Regions from separate parts of the Hordeum vulgare genome. Here region 2 is linked to region 1. The links are chromatin contacts, called in public Hi-C maps. All regions are on one chromosome and are shown on one strand. The core of a region is the stretch at or near the end of the contact, and the rest is flanking DNA. Distances in the headings are between cores, read along the strand shown.

Evidence for each region. Hi-C and Micro-C count contacts between places; a contact is called where the count stands out from the background.
Region 2: a Hi-C map of seedling shows a contact between it and region 1, with 4 times the contacts expected there. The contact joins the promoter of LOC123444456 here to the promoter of LOC123444455 in region 1. A contact is called at or near these places in 1 of 6 Hi-C or Micro-C datasets (seedling) and 1 of 1 datasets of contacts at active chromatin or transcription factors (embryo).

The regions. Positions count from the first base shown.
Region 1 is chr3H:495,274,550-495,281,517 of MorexV3_pseudomolecules_assembly, reverse strand. LOC123444455 (CBL-interacting protein kinase 19-like) reads left to right here and starts at 3,282. Exons shown (of 2, transcript XM_045121165.1): 1 at 3,282-5,003; 2 at 6,848-6,968. The coding sequence starts at 3,437. The coding sequence ends at 4,996.
Region 2 is chr3H:495,594,420-495,601,387 of MorexV3_pseudomolecules_assembly, reverse strand. It overlaps LOC123444456 (SAP30-binding protein), which reads right to left and starts at 2,769. Exons shown (of 8, transcript XM_045121167.1): 1 at 2,237-2,769; 2 at 2,081-2,138; 3 at 1-69. The coding sequence starts at 2,668. It overlaps LOC123441921 (arabinogalactan protein 16-like), which reads left to right and starts at 3,151. Exons shown (of 2, transcript XM_045118090.1): 1 at 3,151-3,268; 2 at 3,358-3,464. The coding sequence starts at 3,151. The coding sequence ends at 3,464.

The DNA of each region.
Region 1 (6,968 bases), core at 2,033-4,532:
CTGGGATTTGTCACTCCGTGTGACAGAGAGGTATCTCGGGGCCCACTCGATAATACAACATCACACACAAGCCTTGCAAGCAATGTGACTAAGTGTAAGTCATGGGATCTTGTATTATGAAACGAGTAAAGAGACTTACCGGTAATGAGATTGAAATAGGTATGCGGATACCGACGATCGAATCTCGGGCAAGTAACATACCGAAGGATATGAATCCTTGGCACCGAGGTTCAACCGATAAGATCTTCGGAGAATATGTAGGATCCAATATGGGCATCCAGGTCTCGCTATTGGATATTGACCGAGGAGTGTCTCGGGTCATGTCTACATAGTTCTCGAACCCGCAGGGTCTGCACACTTAAGGTTCGATGATGTTTTAGTATAGTTGAGTTATATGTGTGGTTACCGAATGTTGTTTTGAGTCCCGGATGATATCACGGACGTCACGAGGGTTTCTGGAATGGTCCGGAAACAAAGATTGATATATAGGATGGTTTCATTTGGTCACCGGAAAGTTTTGGGCAATTCCGACAGTGTACCGGGAGTGACGAATGGGTTCCGGGTGTTTACCGGGAGGGGCCCACCCACCCGGGAGTGAGCCCAAGACCCTAGGGTGGCGCACCAAGTCCTTAGTGGGCTGGTGGAGTCAGCCCAAGAGGGCTATGGCGCCACATGTAAAAACACCAAAGGAAAAGAAGAAAAAAAGGAAAGAGGGAGGTGGGAAGGAAGAGGAGGACTCCTCCTTCCCAAACCGAATTAGAGGAGGAGTCCTCCTCCTCCCTGGCGGCCAGCGCACCCTTGGGGCCCTTGTGCCTCAAGGCTAGCCCCTCTCCTCCTCCTATATATATTGGTGGTTTTGGGCTTTTTGAGACACAACTTTGCCACGTGCAACTCAAACCTATTCCACATAGTTTTACCTCTAGATCGGATTTCTGTGGAGCTCGGGCGGAGCCCTCCAGGAGTAGATCGTCACCACCACTAGAGTGTCGTCACGCTGCCGGAGAACTCATGTACTTCTCCGTCTTGCTTGCTGGATCAAGAAGGCCGAGATCATCGTCGAGCTGTACGTGTGCTGAACGCGGAGGTGCCATCCGTTCGACGCTAGATCGGAACCGTTCATGGGAAATATCATGGGACGACGGTGATTTGAATCACGAAGCTGTACCACTACATCAACCGCGTTTCTTAACGCTTCCCGCTGAGCGATCTACAAGGGTACGTAGATCTAATCTCGTCTCATAGATGGACATCACCATGATAGGTCTTCGTGTGCGTACAATTTTTTTTGTTTCCCATGCAAGGTTCCCCAACAGGAACCGTTGAAGGAAACGATAAAGGTAGCAGGATAAGAAAAAAATATATTTTGTGGCAGGATTGTAGGCGTTGTTATTACATTATGACTTCATAGTTTTAGTAAAGTTTTGAAATATTGAGAGAACAAACGTAACATACATCATGGATGAAAAATGTATAAGTCCACAATTTTAAAAATATGTCGGTACATTAATAGAGTATAAGTTGTAGACAACCTTCATGTCATTTTGTTTGGAGGTTCTAGAGGGTTCATACACTCAAAGGAAGGAGAAGACACCTCATGTGGTTTATTTTTGTTTCATTCACTTGGACATCGTGGAATCACAATAAACTTGTGATTGATCGTGAACATCTAAGGAAGTGCTACCGTCGTGATCTTTAAACTCGGTGCTTTCATGCGGCAATGAGAGTTGTTCGCTGGCGCAAGGATCGAAACTCCATCAACTCATTTGTCGGCAGGCTTTAAAGTGTGGTTCGTTGTCTATCGGTGGTGATTTGGCGGTTTTGTCTGTTCTATTCCGCGTTCTTGGGTCTATTTACACTACAGCTCCAACAGACTTTGTGCCGAACCTATTATATATGTTGTATGTTTAGATCTTGCGGGTGCTTGCTTTCTCTATGAACGGGATGCATGCTTGCTTTTATGAATTCTTATCACTTCAGACAAACTAATATGAATTCTTGTGACTTCAAACAAATTATATCCACGACAAAAACATAAGAGGATCACGAAGTACACGCTAGCAACTTGCTTAGCAGCTATAACTGTTTAGAGTTGCGAGATCAAACATTTTGAACACCTTCTAGATGAAAATCAATATGCAACAACTGAAAGACTTGTTGTTAACAACGTAAATGCTTCAATGTTCAAAAACAAAGGCGAATTTAGTGGTTGGGTGGTGGGGGCAATGGCCCCACAAACAATTTACAGAACATTTTTTACTAGTGTATTTATATGTATATTATGTAATTTATTAGCTATTTGTATTGTGTTTTAAAAAAATGTTATCCTTTATAATGTTGCCCTACAATGATTAAGTTCCAGATCCGCCACTGTTCCGAAATACAGTAAAGTAAATATAAGGTTTGTTAGAGCAAAAGCACAAACAAACCATTCCAAAATATAGTAAAGTAAATATAAGGTCTGTTGGAGCAAAAACACAAACAAACCAAAAGGCAAAAGAAGTACACTTTCTAGGGGCAGGGTGTTTCGGCACCCGGGTGCATCTGCACCCGGGCTCACGAAAAAAAAATAAAAAGAAATATTAGAATTTTTTTAAAAATTCCAATTTTTTTTGTATTGTAGACAATTTGATACGTGCGGTCCGCTCCAAATTTTATCTTATTTAGACATTTGAGCAGCTCTCGATAAAAAAATAAAAATTGGGTCTGTGAAAAAGGTTGACTGTTTACAATTTTTTTGACCTAATTTATTTTTTTTGCTGAGAGCTTCTCAGATGTCAAATAAGATGAAATTTAGAGCCGACGTCATGCATCAAATTATCTACCACACAATTTTCTTAGATTTTGTTTGAATTTTTTAGTAATTTTTTTTGAGCGGGAGCAGTTGAGCCCGTGCTGAGAATAGGACTACCGACTTTCTTGATAGTATAGAAGCGAGTGAACAAATTATAAAACTGCTTGAGCTTCCTTCCTTTTTCGCGTGGCAAATTTATTTACAGCTGGTATACCGACTCCCAATCCACCGTTTGCTTTCCCCTAATTTTTCTTTTTAAAAATCCACCGTTCGCTTTGCTTTGCTTGGCAACAGCCAGAGCTTTACGCAAAAGAAAAAGAATATCCTCGAAATAGGGCACAAAAGCTGTGCACGAAGAGACCCCAGCAATTGGCAGAAACAAGCCCATATAAAAATACAAAAAAAATGCAAAATGCGATGACACGCGAAAAATATCTGCCCTCCCAAGCGAAGCCCAAGGCATGCTCCACGGACCAGAGAGCCATACTGCATAGAGGAGGCGGAGAGGAAAGGAAACGAGAAATAGTTTTCGCAGAGCCGTTAAGCTCCCTCCCCCTCCACTTCACCTCACCTCCTTCGAGGCCGGCTGCTCCACCTCCACCTAATCCCCTTCGCCTCGTCTTCGCCTCCCTCCACCACCCGTCCATGGCGGCCGTCAAGCCGCCGCCGCCCGACCCGTCTCCGCAGGCCGCGCGGCTGCCGTCCCCTTCCTCCTCCTCCTCCTCGGCCTCGGCGGCGGCGGCGGCCAAGCGAGGCGGCACCGGCTCCCGCGGGCTGCTGATGGGGCGCTACGAGCTGGGCCGCGTCCTGGGCAAAGGCACCTTCGCCAAGGTGTACCACGCGCGGCACCTGCAGACCGGCGAGAGCGTGGCCATCAAGGTGCTCGACCGGGAGAAGGCCGTGCGGAGCGGCCTCGTCTCGCACATCAAGCGCGAGATCGCCGTGCTCCGCCGCGTGCGCCACCCCAACATCGTCCACCTCTTCGAGGTCATGGCCACCAAGACCAAGATCTACTTCGTCATGGAGCTCGTCCGCGGCGGCGAGCTCTTCTCCCGCGTCTCCAAGGGCCGCCTCAAGGAGGACACCGCCCGCCGCTACTTCCAGCACCTCATCTCCGCCGTCGGCTTCTGCCACACCCGCGGGGTCTTCCACCGCGACCTCAAGCCGGAGAATCTCCTCGTCGACGAGGCCGGCAACCTCAAGGTCTCCGACTTCGGCCTCTCCGCCGTCGCCGAGCCCTTCCAGCCAGAGGGCCTCCTCCACACCTTCTGCGGCACCCCGGCCTATGTCGCCCCCGAGGTTCTCGCCCGCCGCGGATACGAAGGCGCCAAGGCCGACATATGGTCCTGCGGCGTCATCCTCTTCGTTCTCATGGCCGGATACCTCCCTTTCCATGACCAGAACCTCATGGCCATGTACCGTAAGGTTTACAAGGGAGAGTTCCGGTGTCCAAGGTGGTTCTCCAAGGACCTCACGAGCTTGATCATGCGTTTTCTTGACACAAACCCGAGCACCAGGATCACCTTGCCGGAGGTCATGGAGAGCCGGTGGTTCAAGAAAGGTTTCCGGCCGGTCAAGTTCTATATTGAAGATGACCAGCTGTACAACGTCATAGACGCCGAGAACGATATGCTCGACTTGGGTCTCTCTGATCCTCTTCCTCAACCATTGCCACCTCCACCTCCACCTCCGCAAGAAGTTGATGGAAATGACTCAGGGTCAGAATCGGACTCATCAGTCATGTCCTGCCCTGCCACATCGTCATTTGAAGAGCGCCAGAGGCTCCGCGGGCCACTCCCACGCCCCGCAAGTCTTAATGCATTCGATATCATATCATTCTCAAGGGGATTCAACTTGTCGGGGCTGTTTGAGGAAAAAGGGGACGAGGTGAGATTCATCTCGAGTGAACCTATGTCGGACATTATAACGAAATTGGAGGAGATCGCAAATGTGAAGAGCTTTGCGGTGCGGAAGAAGGATTGGCGGGTGAGCCTAGAGGGTACAAGGGAAGGAGTTAAGGGGCCACTAACAATCGGCGCAGAGATATTTGAACTCACACCCTCCCTTGTAGTAGTGGAGGTAAAAAAGAAGGCGGGGGATAAGGAAGAGTATGATGATTTCTGCAACAAGGAATTGAAGCCAGGAATGGAGCATCTTGTGCACCAGATGGTCCCAGTTCCAAATACACCTACCATTTCTGAGTAGGCCAAAGGTAACAATTTTTCCTCGCTTTTTCTTTTGTGTTTGAGGTAAATATGAAATAATAAAAGGTGTTTCTTAAACATGACATGTTGTGTGGAAAATGGTATTATTTGATGCTTTGGTATGTAGTTTTTGTATCTTAAAATCACATGCTCAAACGATTCTATCTTGTGCACCACATGCTAAGTAATACCTTTCTTACCTGATTGAAGTTTATGTATCGTAAAATTGCCTTCTAGAGGGATTTATCAATCTATCTTTACTCGTGCTAATTTTGTCAATATGTTACCTAGCATATCGTATATGTTTTCTTTTGCTAATTGTGAGTTTCTAACAAATAATTGTAATTTTAACAAGTAATTGGAAGATTTTAATCTGTAACCCAATGCGGTTTGATCTACTCACCTCATCCTTTGAAAACTGTCAACAATTGAAATGTCTACTACACAAAAGAAAGATCTGAAATAGTTCTTGATTTGATTGGTCGTAGTTCTAATCAGATGTACGAGCACTTGATGAAAACGAACTGAAATAAATTGGTCGAAGTTCTAATCAACCTAGTTTGTGGCTGTTGAAATGATTGTAGATTGTTTCATTTGTTTCTTAAGCACACGATATTTGTTCGAGAGAGAGGGGGTTGCTCTGCATTTCTCTAAGAAAGCTTGTCGATTATACAACAGTGGTCCTTTGTTTTTCAGATGCTTTTACTACCAATTTGTGTGGATATATATTTTTCATCACCTGAAGTAGAGTGGAGAATCAGATGCGCTGCTTGGCTAATACTCATTAAGGGTAGAAACACCTTTATTTTCACCTAAAGAGCTGCGCTTTGCATGATTTTGTGCTTTCATATTTACCTCTCAAGTGGAGAGGGGTTGGAACCACACTTTAATAGCATAGGTTTCTGTGGTGTGGTATGTGGGTCTCTCTCTGCGATCACAATAATTCTCAAGCTGAAAGAAGGTCTGCTGCACTTTATGATGAAAATAATATAAATTACATCCTAGTTATGGAAATATCTAGCAAATATAATCAATTATAAGCTACTCACTCGATCGGACGTTTTAGTTAATGTATTTCTCCCTTCTCTGTAATTGATGATAACCTATACCATGTTAGATCCTTATTAAATACGTACTTGATATAATGCCGACATTGGGTGCACAAATGTGAACAAACACATGGAGCACATTTTTAGTTATTAGTTCGACCAACCATACACATTTACCCACTGCCCGACACTCGAAAAGTTACTCCTTAATTGTATACAGCTTGGTGAATCAAAATTGACGGTATAGATTCATGACTTTACTCAGATAGAATTTTGAGAGCTGTATATGTAGTTACATAAGCTGCGCCTATTATGGAGCTGAAGCTAACACCGGAGTGTTCCTGCAAGATTTGTTTTTATTCTGGTCGACCTTCATTTGAGAAGCACTTTCGAACTTTCTAGGGACATCTTTGGCTTGAGCCCAAACCTGGGTAGCTAGAATTTGGCAAATGTTGGCAAGAAAAATGAACTGGGGTTTGCAAGGTGGTATGGGCATGCCAAAAATTTGGCACCCATCTAAAGAAGTAAAGAGTTACCAAAATTATGGTATGGTTGGTTTTAGACCACCAACCAAACATTGCCCCCTTGGCATCGAAACGTCGAAACATGTTTGATTGTTCACCTGAAGGCTGAGGGTGTTCTTATTATGGTATATATATGTTGTAGGGGCTGAGGGTGTTCTTGTTATGGTGTATATATGTTGCAGGGGCTTGGATTTTCAAATTTTGAGGTGAATTGAAGTATGTGATTGCCCCATGAGCTATGTATCTAGGACCCTTTGATCATTTCTTTGCTTCATGCAGGCCTTGAAGGTTACTGGCGCCACTGCCCCTAGAGCTAACGGGGATAGGAGGAGCGACTCTCTCCAAGCTAGAAACAGGCCGGAGTCGTGTGGAACTGACAGGAGGAGCATCTCTTGTAGTG
Region 2 (6,968 bases), core at 1,520-4,019, 320 kb before region 1:
AAGTTTCTGATAGGACATTTGGAGTCAGAATATGAACAGTACCTGAGAGAACTCTTTCTTCAAGAATCCCTACAAGATAAAGATAGAAATATGAAGCAGGCTGGATATAAAATCGAAGTGTAGATGTTGTAATGATTCCACAAAAAGGTGAAGAGAGCCAGTAACTAAACTGAAAACACTTCTACAGATGACAGAAATATGTACGTCAAGAAATACCAGTAGTGAAGTCTAACATAATATCAAGTGTTCCAACAATAAAAATAAAATAGAATGCGTTCAATTTCTTGCACATGAATAGAAGTGTAGAGACTGTTATGATTTGATTTTGCACAAAAGGCGAACAATACCTTCAACTTAAAACACTTCTACACACGACAGAAATATGTACGTCAAGCAACACCAGAATTGAAATCCAACATAATATCAAAAGTTCACATAGTAAATCAAGAAAAGAGAATGTATACATTTGTTTACTGCAAATCTGTTTATCACAAGTAACAAGTTATCAAAGGAGAATATCTATTAAAAATGAAGTCTCTTCCAAAAATTTGTGACACCTCTGATGCAGTCTGCGGTCAAGGGCCCAAAGGGTGTGTTTGGTTGTCGCCCAAGGTTGCCCTACCAAAAGATTGGCTAGCCAAAATTTCGGTTCATGTTTTGCTTGCCCATAAATTGGCCAGCACTCGCTAAAAAAATGAACTAGAGATTGGAAAGGAGCATTGGCATGCCAAAATGTTGGCACTCATCCAGATAAAGATTAATATTTTGGTCATAGCCAAAAAAAATGGCAAGGTAATATTTGGTCAACAATCGAAACAAACCCAAAGTGTTCCAAGTTTGAGTTAGCAAGAAAATGTACTCTGGGCAAAATTAAAGAACCTACAAATCTGTTGCCGAGGTTATTAGTAGCCAAATAATCAAATGCTAACACATGGAAATAAGAATATCTGTAGCATCCTCTATTTTCATGGTTCCAGCTATGTCTTCGCTCTTCTTCAGGTCATACTTGTCAACAAATATTCTGTATAGAGTAATAGAAATATTAACTACTTTCAAAACTTCCCACGACAAACATTGTGGCACAAGGAAAAAATCCACAGTTTAGGAATAATCTACTCCCTCCGTTCCGAAATATAAGTCTTTTAAGCGATTTTACTAGGTGTCTATATACGGAACAAATTGATTGAATCTACACTCTAAAGTATGTCTATATACATCCGTATGTAGTCCACTAATGAAACCTCTAAAAAGACTTATATTTAGGAACGGAGGGAGTATGTCGCATGTCACCTATTTCATATCATTGTGACACAAGCTAACGTTATCTCGCAGTTTCAGTGATTTGAGTACTTGTTAGATAATTTAAATACGTGTTTCTCTGCTTGAGTTATTTCCGCGCATGCAATATGCAGTTGTACTAGAGCATTACGAATGAAACCATGTATTATAGACATTAGCAATCAGATGAGATACCAGGTACAAATCTGAAGCAGATAGCACATCAGAATCAGATATCAGTAGCTTTTATGGACTTTTGCCCCAAATATTATAAAGTGTATTTGCTATCTGGATCACACGATGTGTGTCATCTAAAGTGTCTAACCCAGAAAGAAATTACACATTCAAAACAAGAAAGGTTGTGTGCTAACAAATGACTCTTTAGCCAACAAATTAACTAAATAAGCAAATATAGCATAATCATATGTTACATTTTTTTATTTTAATTGACCCATCGCTAAAGAAAGAGATTTCCATCTTACTGCCTTATGAATAAATGATCATACTCCATGAGGGTTACTAATTAGACCTATAGTAGTGTTTCAGGTTTTCTGGTGTGCCTTATCCATCTGTCATTACAGCTATATTTCGTCATATCTCTAATTCATGTTCTTCAGATAGGATAAAATGTATACTTGAGGCATAACCACAATCACCAACACCCATTGCAATCGGCAACATTGAACAAGCAAAATTCTAAGTACCACCACTTCATCAAACTAACCAGACACATTAATTTTTACTGGAACGTAGGAATGCATACCGAACATAGCACACGGTAACAATTATACAGCATGCTTACCCTCAGCATCCTGAGCATCCGAGCCCAAACCGCCTACGCCACTCATGATCTCCCCGTCCTGCAATCAAACCGCAAGTAACAACGTCATCGTCAATTTAGAAAAGCAATAGATTACAGCAAAGCATTACTAACAATGACATAATCCCCCAGCTCTACCTCCTGGTCAGGCGACATTGCCATCTCGTCGTGCGCGTAGTCCACTATAGCAAGCGACCCGCGCCGTGGCGGACGCGGTAGATCGGGCGGCGGGGCGGACACCGGGGGACGAGACGGGGAGGGGGACGAGACCGCAAAAGGCGGGGGCGTGCGGCGCGAGGGCAGGGGCGGAAGCGCCGGCGAGACCTGGGGGCTCGCTAGGGTTTTGCGGCCGGCCTGCTCCTCGGGGAGGGGAGGGGGCGAATGCTCCGGCGAAGGGTCGGGGTTCGAGTTACGGTTGGAGCTCTCACCTCCGGTTCGAGGTGACGTGGAGGGGGAGGTTGCCGCGGCGGGCGGCGGCGGGGAAGGAGGTCCGGGCTCGTCGGCGTCCTCTTCGTCGTCGTCGTTGTACATGGAGAACAGCGCGGCTATGCCCTCGGTATCTGACGCCATGGCGAGGAGGAGGGAGCGGAAGGAAGGGGCCGAATTTGGGGGTGAATCGAAGGCTCTAGGGCGCGGGGAGGAAGAAGGCGAAATACTATTGCAAAGAGTATGTAGGAATTAGGGGGTACCAGACGACGATGGTCAGGCGGTGACGGCGCCAGGGCCCACCCTCCAGTGTCCTTTCAAGAAAACTTCGCTGGCTAAAATCGGACACATTATTTGCCCACGCACACGAATACGCGAGATGACCACCGTCGCATGGCCAAAACATCTGTCCTGTCCAAAAAAAAAATCTGTCTCAAGTTTGAACACTCTGATTTTTTTTAATCTCTTGAACACTCTGATTTTTTTTTGGAAAACGCTCACCGTCAACCGACTGAAAAGTAACGCCGCGTCCGCCGCCTTCTTTGCGCCGCAACACGTGTCCAGATGGGCCCCACACGTCTTCATCTTTCTGATTCCTGAAACATCTGAAGCACATCGTCAACCGCATGGCGAGAACCCTCTTTGATTTCGTCGCCGCCATCGCCGCCGCCGCGCTCCTCCTCGCCGTTCTCATGCCGGCCCTCGCCGCCGCGCAGGCCCCCGCACCGGCGCCCACCAGCGACGGTGAGCCATCAGACTCTAGCGTATTCCCTTTTGAGTTGCTTCTTCCCTTCTGAATTTCTTCTCACTTGTTTTCTTGTCAATACGCGCAGCGTCTTCGATCGACCAGGGCGTCGCCTACCTTCTGATGAACGTGGCGCTCGTGCTCACCTACCTCATCCACCCGTTGGACGCCTCCTCCCCTTACAAGCTCTTCTGAGCCTATCTATGTTTCAGAAACTTGAGCGTTGTCTCATGAATTACCGGGTGACGAGCCGAAGCGCGCGCGAAGAAAAAAATCTGCAAAAAAGCGATTGTTTCAGAAACTCAAGTGTTGTCTCAGGAATTACCGGATGCCCAGCCGAAGCGCGCGCGAAAGAAAAAAAAACTGCAAGAAAGCAATTGTTTCAAAAACTCGAGCGTTGTCTCATAAATTACCGGGTGCCCAGTCGAAGCGCATGCGAAGAAAAAAAAACTACAACAAAGCGATTGTTTCAGAAAATTGAGCGTTGTCTTAGAAATTACCGGGTGCCCAGCCGAAGCGCGAACGAAGAAAAAAAACTGCAACAAATCGATTGTTTCAGAAGCTCAAGAATTGTCCTAGGAATTACCGGGTGTCCACCGAAGCGCACGCGAAGAAAAAAGACTGCAGCAAAGCGATTGTTTCAGAAACTCGAGCGTTGTCTCGGGAATTACCGGGTGCCCAGCCAAAGCGTCGCGCGCGGATCGGACGGCTACGCATGTAAATCAGACGGCTATCAAGGTGGATGATATTTTCTAAACATCACCCGACGGATGCGTAGCAACCCCCTTTTTGTGATAATAGAGGTATTTATTCCTCTGAAATAGCGTTACAATTTGCTCATACAAGCTCTTTTATGCTGTTTGGAACCTGGTGCAACCAACAAGCACCGCTACCTCCACATCTCCTTACATTAGCTAGACTACGAGCAACACTATTTTGTTTACAATCATTTCTTAGCGGAACAAAACCCCGAAGTTGTAGTAACTTCTTTATTTCAGTCATGAGATGTCCATGGACAGAACGATCGAGCGAGTCATTCATCAAGGCTACAGCGGTTGTTGGGTTATCTGATTGGACAACCACTGGGAGATTAGTGCGTTCCAAGCACGTAGATAGACCTTCCAACATAGCATTGATTCCTGCCTCAATAGCATCCTTGCAATGAAACAAATATCTAATCGAGTCGTCACAGTTTCGAAGCACCATGACGGTACTTGCCTCGCGTGTCTGTGGAAAGAGAGCTCCGTGCACCGAAAGCGGCGTCCAGCCCGTGGGAGGTTTGGGCCACGGTCTCTTCGGTACTCGAATAGGCGGTAACCTGATTGGTATCTCCTTCATTGGTTGCTTGGCCTTGATAATGTCGTCCACACTGATTCGTTGCGCTTGATCAAAATATGTAAGGTAGCTCCTCAAGAAAGCGTGAGAGACTTGCACGGGTGGAACCACCTTCCCATGGACTATGTCATTGCGCAAACTCCAGATTCTTCATAGAAGCATGATGATCATCGCCCTTGATTTAGCTGTTTGGTCACCCGGGATGTCGAACAGTCATTCAGACCCTGTGTTGATCAATTTCTCCTTGTGAGGTAGCTGCCATTCTTCCTTCATTTCTCCCCAAATGCTTCGGGCATGTGGACAAACTATCATCGCATGGAAAGAATCCTCCACTTCAGAACGCAAAGAGGACATCGTACATGCACATTAAGGTGTCGCCTTGCCTTGCAGCTATTCGTGAGGAGGGCATCAACCACAACCTTACATGCGAAAGCCCTCATTTTGGGTGGGACATTTTCCTTGCAGATCATGTTCTAGCACGGTCGGTCACCCTCTCGTCGTGCACCAGTGGCACCTGCATTATGTGTTGGAAAATGCTCGTTCATCACCAATTGGTAGGAGCTCTTTACAGACAAAACCCCGTATCTCCGTGGATGCCAAGCGATAAAGTCCTCCTCTAGGCTGGGCGAAGTTCTGATAGAGCGAATAGTGCAAACATTTACTGGCCCGCTCCATCGCGTGTGTGCGTCAAGAAAGTGAGCAACCCTTTTGAGACGACATCTCCCCTTAGGAGTAACAGGTCACAGGGACGGGCCCCTAGGTAGCCAGGGGTCTTGCCACACTCCAACTTTCCTCCCAAACTCAACTCGCCATATCATGCCTCTTTTCACAAGCTTCGGGACGTGCTCAATACCCCTCCAGACTGCAGAAGCGTCCCCGATGAAAACTGTGTCCACTAGATCCCCGGTAGGAAAATACTTTGACTTTAGAAGTCATGCAACAAGGCTCTCAGGATGCTCTAACAACCTCGAGGCTTGTTTTGCAAGGAGAGCTTGATTGAAAGCTCACATGTCTTTAAAGCTCATACCACCCATTGATTTGGGCAATATCATCTTGTCCCAAGTGAGCCAGGCCATCTTTCGCTTCCCCTCTTTTACTTCCCACCAATATTGCCGGATCATACGAGTTAAATCATCACAAATTGGCATGGGTAACTTCAAAACACTCACCACATGTATGGGAATTGCTTGAGCCACCGCCTTAATCAGTACCTCCTTACTTGAGCTGTACATGTACCTTTTGCTCCAATCCACTAATCTTTTACTCAGCCTTTCCTATATGGCCTGGAGAACACCTTTGCTCATTCTGCCATCCGGGTTAGGTAAACCAAGGTATTTAGGCTCGAAGACCTCGTGAGAAACATTTAAAATGCCCCTCACCTCCGTGATGACAGCAAGCAGACAGTTGTTAGCAAGCAAGATGGAACACTTTGAAGGATTAATCAATTGTCCAATCGCTTCCGCATATGTATTCAACACCTTCTTGACAACAGTCGCCTAGTCTAGTCTAGCACGAAAAAATAATAAGGTATCATCCGCAAAGAGAAGATGAGAGATAGAGGGGCTCTCTGATAGATCTTCAGAGCTTCCAATCCTTCATTCCGAATGGACTTATGCAACAATGCGGACAAGGCGTGAGCAACAAAAAGAAATAAGAAAGGGGACAATGCATCACCTTGTCGCAGCCCACGGCTTGGACAGAACTTATTTAACAGTTTTCCATTGAACTTCACCGAGTATCTGACCAAACGAATGCACTCCATAACACGATTTATCCACGTCACCAAAAAAAACCATTTAGTTAGGGCTTTCTCCAAAATATCCGAGTCTAACCCGATCATACGCCTTAGATAGGTCCATCTTGTAGGCACAATAAGATTGGTCTTGTTTCATTGATTGGATATGATGGATACACTGAAATGCAATGATTGTGTTGTCAGTGATCAAACGACCTAGGATAAAAGCACTTTGATTCTATGAAATTAATTCCGACAGCAGCGGACGAAGCATGTTTACCATGCACTTGGACACCACTTTGTATATCACATTGCATAAGCTAATAGGCCTAAAGTACTTGAGGTCCAGAGGAGTGGGAACTTTCGAAATCAGCGCTATAGTCGTGTCATTAACACCCTCTAGCATGTGTCATTAGCACAGCCGCCGTCACCTCCTCTTTAAGTACCAACCAATTGCGTTGGAAAACCTATGCAGGGTATCCATCCGGACCCGGAGCCTTTAGAGGCCCGATATGGAATGATGCATTAGCCACTTCTTTTCAAAGAAAGGTGCATCGAGGGTATCATTAATCTGTCGTGTTACCTTTGCATCAATACAATTCAGCAGCTCATCCGACGATAAAGTTGGG